2 separate regions of the Xenopus laevis genome follow, and region 2 is linked to region 1. A link is a contact called in public Hi-C data. All regions are on one chromosome and are shown on one strand. Each heading gives the region's core, a stretch centred on a gene start, on an enhancer-like site or on the middle of the called end of the contact. The rest is flanking DNA. Distances are from core to core; before and after follow the strand shown.

Evidence for each region. A called contact is a pair of places that touch in the nucleus more often than the background predicts.
Region 2: a Hi-C map of the XTC cell line shows a contact between it and region 1, with 5 times the contacts expected there. The contact joins two enhancer-like sites. A contact is called at or near these places in 2 of 4 Hi-C or Micro-C datasets (the XL177 cell line and the XTC cell line).

The regions. Positions count from the first base shown.
Region 1 is chr6S:33,783,421-33,786,120 of Xenopus_laevis_v10.1, reverse strand. No RefSeq gene overlaps it. Among protein-coding and RNA genes, the nearest start is that of LOC121395023, 49 kb to the left of the region's middle. Within about 2 kb of position 1,445, at least 1 of the 7 cell types and tissues checked has an H3K27ac peak or open chromatin away from gene starts, as enhancers often do.
Region 2 is chr6S:33,917,179-33,919,878 of Xenopus_laevis_v10.1, reverse strand. No RefSeq gene overlaps it. Among protein-coding and RNA genes, the nearest start is that of LOC121395023, 84 kb to the right of the region's middle. Within about 2 kb of position 1,443, at least 3 of the 7 cell types and tissues checked have an H3K27ac peak or open chromatin away from gene starts, as enhancers often do.

The sequences.
Region 1 (2,700 bases), core at 196-2,695:
TGTAGGTGTAGGTGGTTCTTCACAGTGAGGACAGTGAGTTTGTGGAATGCACTGCCGGTGATGTTGTGATGGCTGATTCAGTTAATGCCTTTAAGAGTGGCTTGGATAATTTCTTGGTATTAGTATCAAAGGCTATTGTGATACTAAACTCCATAGTTAATATAGATATGGGTATATATAATTTATGCGAAGGTATGGAGGGGTGCGTGTATGGATGCTGGGTTTTTATTTGGAGTGGTTGAACTTAATGGACTTTGTCTTTTTTCAACCCAATGTAACTATACACAAAGCACCAGCAGGACATTTAAACCATAATTTTACTATAAATATATTAAAATCATGAAGCACACATACATAGACAGACTTCAAGCCTGATGCATTTTGTGGATATGGCCACTTCCTCAAAAGTCAACTGAAGTTTTAAAAAATGTATGTGTATCTTCAAAATTGCATTGACCTCTTTATGTAATAAAATTATGCACCCAGCATCACAGCTTTGTGTTCCTATCCACATACAGTAAGGGGCACATTTACTAAGGGTAGAATATCGAAGGTTAATAAACCCTCAAATTCGAACCTCGAAGTAAAATCCTTCGAATTCGAATATCAAATTCGAAGGATTTAGCGCAAATGCTACGATCGAAGGATTTTATTCGATCGAAGGATTTTTCTTTGATCAAAAAAAGCTTAGGCTAACATTTGTGCTCGGTAGGTTTAAACTACTGAAGTATGTAGTCTAAGTTTTTTTTAAAGAGACAGTACTTCGACTATCGAATGGTCGAACGATTTTCAGTTCGAATCGTTCGAATCGAAGTCGTAGTAGCCTATTCGATGGTCGAAGTACCCACAAAAATACCTGGAAATTCTACGTTTTTTTACTTCGAATCCTTCACTCGAGCTTAGTAAATGTGCCCCTAAATGTAAGATAAGCTGCCCATTACAGGAAGGGGTAGCCAAAGATCTGAAACTGTCCCAATATACAGGATAGCCATTCATTACATTGTACGAGACAAAACTGATTCTTCAATAACCACTTCTTCGTTCTTAGTCTGGTTTCAAAAACAGTTTACAGACAAACAGAATTGGAATAAATTGTTAGTTGAATAACACTAGTCTAATCATGTGCACAGTCTTGCTGCTCTGGAGAGGTCGGGTCGGGGACCTTGATAAAAAATCAGCAATTTCATCCAGTGTTGTGTAGCAAGATCATCAAAGTCCCACACTGCACACAGTTTTTTGGTTTTGTAGTCCGAGTGCATCTTATATATGCTCTATTCTGTTCCCAGCAAGCTCCATCCCAGTCATGTTTTGTTTTGAATCCCTGGCATTCCCAAGCTGATGTGTTTTCATGCATAAACTAGGGACATTACAGGGTATGTCCATGTGAAGCCCCCCTCTTCATTCTGTATGCAGAGCTCTATAAACAGCAAGGTGCAATTCTTTGTGCTCTATACTAGGATCTCAAAGAGTTGCAGCTCTGGTCACAACACAATGAAGAAAAGCAGGGCATTGAGTCTGTTTTTGTCAATGAGATCCTGTGTGTGTGAAACCTCTTTAGCAACACTTCAGTTAAAGGAACTAAACCCCCCCCTCCCCACATAGTCCACTATTTAGAAAAGTGTCACAGGAAGTCGCACAGACCTCTCCATACAGAGTAGCACAGCAGAGCTCACAGACACCATCTTCAGATCCTCTTCTTCCATTCGGCTATTTATGGAGCAGCACATGTGCAGTAGGCGAGTAAACCAAACAGCTCTAACTGCACATGTGCAAAAAAGCACAATGTCGGTGGTCCTTTCGCAAAAGTATCCCAAGATCCAAAGATGGCATCCGTGAGCTCTGCTGCACCACAAATATAAATTGTCAGAACAATTTTATTGGGTTATTTAATGTTTAAATGTTTTTCTTAAGGTATTGCAATCCAAATTACAGAAAGATCCCCAGGTCCCAGGCGAATAATAGATCCTATACCTGTATGATAAATCTTGAGAAGAGATAGGGAAGAAGCATAGGGAGCAATTTCAGCCGATCTGCTAGTGAGACAATGGAGGCCTCACAGCTTGAGCAACACTGTTTTGGAACAAGATATAAAAGGAGAGACTATATAACTCTATTTAAAAGAGTAGTTGTGGGCGCTACTAGGTTAACCAAGCTTCCTACTGAATAATACTGCTAATATACAACAAACAGAAGTTATTACAGTTGTGTTGGCCTCAAGAAAGTTAGAAACAGGGCCCTCAAAAATATTCATTGGCAGGCCAATAAAACGCTGAAAATGTAGAAAAGAATGGGGTTAAACAACAGAAAAAGATATGAAAAAGCATGAGGAATACTGTATAAAACAATATTAAAACACTTGATAATAAATTACTGATTTAGGAATCACATTCACAAGTTATAATTGCTGTTAAACTAATGTTTCAGTTTAACATAATTCACTTTGCTGTACAGAAGGGCTTTGGGGCAAAGTCTCTAATGACATTTTTAGCAAAATATAGAGGTCAAAGAAATTAAAATTGAGTAGCATATGGTACGGTAATCACCCGAAGTGTAATTAACAAGCCTGAAATGATTCAGGATACACAACAATGCAAGGTTATATTGTGCTTAATGGAAATTCTTCGGTACAAAAATGAGAACATATGCGTTTCAGTTGCAATACTGGAGATGAATGTAAGGCAACACAATCACAGAATCTTA
Region 2 (2,700 bases), core at 194-2,693, 130 kb before region 1:
TAGCAGAATTACATCAGATCGATTCTGTCAGCAATTTATTAAATAAATTATAATATATGCCAATGAATCTTTGGCAAACTGAACCGGGTTTCCTTTTATAAACACACTTTCTTCATTTTCACCCTATAAACGGACACATTTCAAGAGTACAATGGATTCATACATTTACAAGGCAGTCTATACAAGGAATTAACACTCTTGCAGAGTAGTAAAAGCAGCTCTGGGAGTGTTTAGTTCCTAGCTGCTCAAATCCCACACAAAATGTTACCAGTGCAATGAACAACAACAAAGACACAGTTATTAATAACAGTTATAGATGCATTTTAATTACTGGGGACCTATAAAAAGCAGATGTTTGTTAGTGCACACTAGCCGAATATATAGTCCATTCCTGCTGTATTTGTATGCAAAACATGTTTTGTTTTTGTGTGCAGAATGATTTGTGTGTCCACAAAATATTATTTGGGATACTATAAGAATTACTGGTTACTTTTAAAAAAAAAATTGTAAAATGTGAAGGCTGATACCAAGTAATTTCCCTTGTAATAATGTAGAGCACAAGGTACTGTAGAATGTCTTACTCTTTTAATCTCAATGTTGCAGTGTATATTTTCCCAATTACTCTTATTTTTAAAGAAGACCCTGATATCAAATCTCTTTTCAAAATACATTCCACCCTAGACTATAAGATGAAAACTAGAAGCCATTAGGTAAAATAGGAAAACAGAGCACACAAGAAAGTTTTTCCATGACCCTCCTCCCCTCTGCTTCATCCTCTTTGTTAGAGGAGACAATGGCAAAGAGCCTCCACGAAGGATCCCTTTAGCTATCTTTTCTATTGTCACTTGTGTTACTCATTTACAGCATGGGAAAGGGCTTAGGCAAGTCTATTTATTTGCACAAAGAAAGGGACACTCCCTGGGATTTAAGTTTCAGTTCGGTAACAGCCTGGGGTAAGAGAGAGAGAAAAAACAAAGTCTCACTTTAAATTCCATGTTTATGAATAGAGTTTTTTTTTCCTTGTTCAGTTGTGTGGGGTAGGATAGGATTTCATTTTGTTTACTTATAGCAGTCCTAAAATCATTGCTGTTAGTAATATTTCTTTCAAGCCAAATCAAGGAGAGCTACAGATGTGTGACTTGTCTGAAAACCGAAATATTTGTTTAATAAAGGGTAACAATACTTCTCAAGAGCCCAAAGCTTCCTTAGTTCAGGCATATTCACAGGCAGAGTGACATGAATTTCATGGAATGTTGGCTATGCACATAACATAAACATTGCACTCAATCAGAGCGGGGCACGGTGCCCGCTGCAAGCGACAATATCTTGTGGGAGAGATGGAAACAGTTGTGTTCAGATGGCAATCTCTTGTGCTGCAATAAAAGAAGTCTAGCTGGGTGTGAAAGCTGTTGGCTGATGGTTACCAGATTAGACAATGTTTGAACTGTTGGTCAATTACAAGGACAATTTCCACAAATAGCAGATGGAGAGGGGGGGATGCTAATTGTCTCAAAAGTCAGTTGATTAATTTCACAGTTTGTGTATAACACAGTCACAGCCAAGATCGAAGGCAAGACATTTGATATTCTGATACAAGTTCGGGATCCGTTATTCGGAAACCAGTTATCTCCATTTTATCCAAATAATCAAACATTTTAAAAATGATTCCCATTTTCTCTGTAATAATAAAACAGTACCTTTTACTTGATTCAAACAAACATATAATTAACCCTTATTGGAAGCAGAACCAGCATATTGGGTTTATTTAAAGGGCATGTAAAGTCTAAAACAGAATAAGGCTAAAAATGCTGTATTTTGTATACTAAATATAAACATGAACTTACTGCACCACAAGCCTAATCAAACAAATAATTTATGCTTTCAAAGTTGGCTACAGGGGGTCACCATCTTGTAACTTTGTTAAACATCTTTGCAAGACTAAGGGGCACATTTACCTAGGGTCGAAGTAAAATCCTTCGACTACCGCTATTCCTATGATCGAACGATCGAAGGAATAATCGTTCCTTCTATCGAACGATTAAATCCTTCGAATCGAACGATTTGAAGGATTTTTAATCCATCAATCGAAGGATATTCCTTCGATCAGAAAATTGTTAGGAAGCCTATGGGGACCTTCCCCATAGGCTAACATTGGCCTCAGTAGGTTTTAGGTGGCAAACTAGGGGGTCGAAGAATTTTTTAAAGAGACAGTACTTTGACTATCGAATGGTCGAATAGTCGAACGATTTTTAGTTTCGAATCGTTCGATTCGAAGTCGAGGGTCGTAGTCGAAGGTCGAAGTAGCCCATTCGATGGTCGACGTAGCCATATTCGACCATTCGAAATTCGAACTATTTTTCCAACTATTACTTCACTCGAGCTAAGTAAATGGGCCCCTAAGACTGTGCACATGCTCAGTGTGGTCATAAACAAAGCTGCTTGAGTTCTGCATGGCTGGGAAGTAAGGCGGGGGCTCCTGCTGTTCATAAGTATGATTGTTTCCCTGCTCAGCAGTTAGGGACCATCTGACAATTCCTATCCACAGCAGTAAATGAAGGGAGAATTTCACTGCATACAGTCAGGTTTCTTATAAAAACAGTACTCATTTTTAATTAAAGTATATTGGAGGTTTCTTTTTCATTAAAGAAAGTAAAAATGGGATTTTATTTTTTTGCCTTTACATGCCCTTTAATGTTTACA